Linked DNA regions of Hordeum vulgare: region 1 is linked to region 2. The links are chromatin contacts, called in public Hi-C maps. All regions are on one chromosome and are shown on one strand. Each heading gives the region's core, a stretch centred on a gene start, on an enhancer-like site or on the middle of the called end of the contact. The rest is flanking DNA. Distances are from core to core; before and after follow the strand shown.

Region 1 (2,700 bases), core at 81-2,580, 650 kb after region 2:
CATTTATGGCCGTCAGATGATCGTTTCAGCACTTGATTACCGCGACTCGGGCCGCATGTCCTAAGGGGCTGCTACTCTGGCGATTTTTTCGAAGGCCTGTGGTTGATTGGGCTTTGGATGGGCTGGTATGATAGCCCATCTGTGTACGCGTTGTAGGGCTCGATTGATCCACACGAGGCAACAACGCGGACGGTGTATTCCAGACGAGGCAACGACGCGGGTGGTGTGATCCAGACGTCAAATTTTCCAAAAAATAAAACAAAAAAATTGCATCAAAATAAAGATCGCAAACCACGAGAAAATAATTAATGTAATACAAATATACCTTAAGCGATTACGATCCTACATAAATATACAGAATTAAACCCTCATTAAAAACGTTCAACATACACATCAATACACAAAAACTGCTGTTGCAAAAGTATTAATACCTATACAGGCCCCTATCAGCCTAATTTAAATATTACACACAAATAAGAAAATTACTATTATGTGGCCCATAACACCACAAATTTTTCAAAAAAATAAAGCAAATAAAATGCAACAAAATAAACATCGCAAACCACAAGAAAATAATTACTGTTATACAAATATATCAATAATAATTTGATCCTAAATTTATAATAGACGGGCGCAACAACGCGCGCCTTTCATGATCTAGTTATTTAATACATGACGGGAGCAAAGTCCGACGGCTGAGAGGGACTCGCCGACGAGGTGGGTTCGTCAACGGCGCGACAACCCTAGCCGATGTGCGAGTTGCTCTTTTCCTTGGTGCGGGAACAGGGAACACGAGCATAGAGCGAGTGCCCGGTTGTTTTTTGGGTCGAGCTCATGGAGCGTTCGGTGGCAATCTGAACCGAATTAGTTGATAGGATAGGGGTATACCTCTATTTCGAAACATTTTCTTTTAAGCGACTCTTCATAATTTTTAGATTAAGAAAAACAAGATTTTTTGTAGCTTTAGGATTGCACTGATTTTGAAAGACAAATCGAGTTTCTTCCGTTCAAAATTTTTAAACCAAAATTTTACAAATATGTTAAAAAGAACTGTGAGCCATATTTAAAAATGGAAGTATTAGCATGTCAACTTTTAACATAAAACCAATCATACTCCTGATCGATGGCTGCCACGGCCACGGCGGGCGACAATCATTGAACATTTGACAATAAAAGACGACAATCAGATTGGCCTCTGCACGTGTACGGGACAAATAATTTTTCCGGGGCGCGCTTAATTCAACGGCCATTAATGAAAACAAAATGTAAAAAAAAAGGCAAATTCCCCGTCCATTTAAACCGGGCGGCACACACGGTCGCTTGCTGCGGTGCCAGATCTAATTCATCAATGGCGCTGTTGAGCTGAGGCACTTGAGTCCTGAGTGCCCCCCCCCCCCCCCCCCCCCCCCGGCCCGCCCGGAGCCGCAGCACGACTCCAAAGCTGTAACTTCCTACCTTTTTGAACTCCTCGCGATGGTTGGGGGAGGAGGGGGAGGGGCGCTGCGGCGGGTGGGGAAGTACGAGGTCGGGCGGACCATCGGGGAGGGGACGTTCGCCAAGGTCAAGTTCGCGCAGAACACGGAGACAGGGGAGAGCGTCGCCATGAAGGTGCTCGATCGCTCCTCCATCCTCAAGCACAAGATGGTGGATCAGGTGAGGAGGATTTTAGTTTTCTGCTTCGGTTAGATCCATCTCTTATTAGGTTGGGAGGTAATTAGAGAGAGGAAATGGGAATTTAGGGGTTTCGAGATATATAGTCACCAGTTTGGTTGGAGGGAATGGGAATTCAGGAAGGATTGGGCGTGAGTTCCCATCATTTTATTAACAGGGGCGGGGATGGGAATTGAGAATTAATCGATCTATGTAGAACATCTCCACCCTTCATCATAACTTAACCTGTCATCTCTTGGTTCATTCCTGATGAATTCGCACTAAGCAAACAAGGAAATAAACACCCCTTTAAAATTCCCACATGTAATACTCGCCCGATACGAAGCAAGTCATTGGAAGTAAAATATTATTTCCCATCGCTAATCTCATTACTACTCCCTCGTCTAAATTCTGATTCCCCATCCCAAAAGTTACCAAACACACCCGAGTTGTTTTTGTTAAGTGTCATGCACTAGCCACTCAGTGCAACCAAAAGTCTGCTTGCAATTCACATATACACTTCAACATCCCCTCTAATGTGAGGTAGGAGACTTACAGGTATAACTCAAGAGGCCTATGCATGGACACAAAGAGGTGCAGTAACAATTTTTAGATAAACTACAAAAGCCAGGACTTGAACTCAAGACCTTAGCTCTGATACCATGGTAAGCTACATGGACTAGCCGAACTGATTGAAAGGGCTAGGCAATCCACATGTACACTTCAACAATTTTGTCTGGATTGGGTTTGGTGACCGACAACTGGGTGTCTCTGCCTCTGTCGTTCCTTCCAAATGCTCTTGGAGTGTCTCGTGAGCGCATCTATTTTGATTTTTAATCCGCGATCAGCAGATACTATGATTGGTTGGTGTTTGCCTTGGTGCTAGAAAGCGGTAGACGGAGGAGATGTTCAATCTGACCATAGCTGGTCCTTATATTCTCTGGCTGAGGACTTCCTTTCTTATTTGCCGAGGATTTGAGGCATTTCAACTCTTTTCCTGGTGTTTCTTCTCCAAACTTCTGTGTGACAGAATTGTGAATAAGATAAAAA
Region 2 (2,700 bases), core at 35-2,534:
GGACTATTTGAACCCCAACTAGCTTAAACTATCTCTAACCCATGGATCCAAACAGAGCCTTTGTTTCATAGCGGGGTGCGCGGATGGGTGTAGCGGGGCTCCCCTAGCTCCGACGACGGCTCACAACTAGCACAGGCAGCGACACGTCAGCGATCACACCGTCTGACGCCATTATGGCAGCCGGAGCTCCAACAAACCCTGAATAGGCCGCATGGTAAGAGGCGAGCGAAATCAAATTGGCAGTGTTGTCGATGGCTTCGGTAGCAAGGCAAGTGACAGCGATAGGCAGCAAGGTCGCGACGGGTTCGAAGATGGATTGGCGGACGACGACTCACTAACGACAAAGGCATGGGCCAATGATTAGACAATTGTATGACTGCCAAGCGACCAGCCATTTTACAAAACTTGTGGAGATGCAAATTTACATCTCCAAGTGTTGTATTTTACTCCCTCCGTTCGTAAATCTAAGTCTTTTTAGAGTTTTTATTAAAAAACTACATATGAATGTATATAAACATATATTAGAGCGTAGATTCATTCATTTTATTTTGTATGTAATCTCCTAAAAAAATGTCTAAAAAGACTTATATTAGGAACGGAGAGAGTACATCATTTGGAGGTAATTAAAAAAATTGCATCTACATCATCTCTTGAAGGTAGATTTTTAGGTTGGTTACTTTTAGATCTAGATCATCTATTGAAGATGCTCTAAGGACTCTCAGATCTGTGTGCTAATTTTATGCTTGGAGGTAACCAAGCAGGTCAAGGGCATCTAATACATAATGAAGACCTACATTCCATGAGGTTACAAATACTCCCTCCGTTCCTAAATATAAAACATTTTAGAGATTACACTATGAACTATATACGGATGTATATAGTCATATTTTAGAATATAGATTCACTCATTTTGCTCCGTATGTAGTCTATAGTGTAATCTCTAGAAGGTCTTATATTTAGAAACGGAGGGAGTAAATGATAGCATAGCTGTCTAGCCCAGCGATAATGCAACTTGGATATAGTTACAGTATAAGCAGGTATGATATAAGTGAAGCATCGCTCGCACCATAGAACTTTGTACTAAACCAGAGTCAATTAATATGGGTCAGAGGAAACTGATTGTGATTCATAGACAACAAGTAGGTCAGCAGCCTGAAAGCGAACTCATATATCAACATCCCCTCCGGAGCTGGGTGAATCGCCATCACTGTCGTCACTACCACTAGTGCTGCTCCCGCTTCCGCTCCCGCTCCCGCTGCTGCTTCCACTTGAACTAGAGGTGGCCTGCTCCGCCTGTTGTCCTTCTGCATTGACTTGAGCTCGCAGCGCCTCAGCTGCATTAAGTCCCTCCACAGCTTCGTCATTTACATCAACATCAGCAACCTCATCATCCATGTCGAGCTGATTTGGCAAGTTGATGTCAAAACCGCGATATGTCCCTTGTGCTGAGGCCATATTATTGGGTGAACCATTGTCATCATCACCGAGTATGTCTAGGTTTTCATCTTGGTCATTGGGATCAGGCGAAGAGGAAAATGGGTCTGCGGTGACTGGTTGATATGTAGAGCTCCTGTTGCTGTTTCTTGGTCCTGTCATTAGCAAGGGGCAAATGAGAGCATTTCTTACAATCTTGCCCGACAAATCAAGAAATTTAGCATATCATAAATAACACAATCTTTGGCAACGCTTCAGAGTATAAATTTGAATCGAACAGCGATTGTAGCATGGATGCATGGTGAAGAATCACCATGATCTGTTGGCAACAGAACCGCGGACTGCCGGCGATCACCGGAGACAAGACCGGAGGGGAGGACGATGAATACAGACGATTTTCAGGCGAGCACCTCGCCACACGAACGGCGCTTGCTGTATTTTTTTCTGAGCACGAACTCAATTCCTCAGCGATTACACAGGGCGGGAGGGGAGGGGGGGAGGCTTTATACGCACGCGCCTCACCTCGCCCATGCCCCCATTCGCCACGCCCCGCACCTCCCAGGCTCACGCTCCCGCCGTGCTTGGACGCGGACAACGCGGCCACTACCGGTATACGCGACTCGTTCCTCCTGCGATCTCGCAGGCTACTCAACGCACACACGCACGCATACCCTCGGGCACACACGCACGCACCCGAGTCCCGTCACGGCCCGGACCCGACGCGCCCAGCGCACGAGACCGAGCCCACGGCGGCTTATTGCCCAACACTCACCCCTAAGCCGCACTCAGAGGAGTGTCGGCCCGAGGTTGTCGCCGATGTCCGCCAGGAGCACATATTCCGCCGCCGGCGCCTTCCGCGGCTTGGTGCAGCCCCACTTGAATTGGCCATGCTGCCCGCAATTGTAGCAGCGCCCGCGCCTCTTCTTCCAGTTGCCCGAAGCCGTGCTTGACGTCCCGTCGTCGTCGGAGCCGCCATCCCTCTGTCGCCGCCGTGCAGCCCACTGGGCCTCCATGAGCATCAGCTGTCCATCCACCCGCTCGTCGTCGCCCTGCGTGCGCCGCCGTGTGCGCTCCTCGAACGCCTTCAGGCACTCGAGAGCCTCATCGAAGGCCATCCCCTCGATGTCACAGAACTGCTCGATGCCGGCCACCGTGGCGTACAACCGATACGGCACCGTGACCAGCAGCTTCTTCACCATCGCCGCGTCGTCCAGCGTCCCCCGAGCATCGCGTACCTCGCCGCCATCCCGTACACCTTGGTGGCGT

The links. Hi-C and Micro-C count contacts between places; a contact is called where the count stands out from the background.
Region 1: a Hi-C map of leaf shows a contact between it and region 2, with 3 times the contacts expected there. The contact joins the promoter of LOC123443681 here to the enhancer-like site in region 2. A contact is called at or near these places in 3 of 6 Hi-C or Micro-C datasets (leaf and seedling).

The regions. Positions count from the first base shown.
Region 1 is chr3H:294,069,353-294,072,052 of MorexV3_pseudomolecules_assembly, forward strand. It overlaps LOC123443681 (CBL-interacting protein kinase 8), which reads left to right and starts at 1,331. Exons shown (of 14, transcript XM_045120179.1): 1 at 1,331-1,653. The coding sequence starts at 1,474.
Region 2 is chr3H:293,415,482-293,418,181 of MorexV3_pseudomolecules_assembly, forward strand. It overlaps LOC123443678 (ell-associated factor Eaf-like), which reads right to left. Exons shown (of 4, transcript XM_045120172.1): 4 at 1,020-1,589. The coding sequence ends at 1,165. Among protein-coding and RNA genes, the nearest start is that of LOC123443678, 24 kb to the right of the region's middle. Within about 2 kb of position 1,285, at least 2 of the 3 cell types and tissues checked have open chromatin away from gene starts, as enhancers often do. A contact at or near this core is called in leaf, where this site is marked.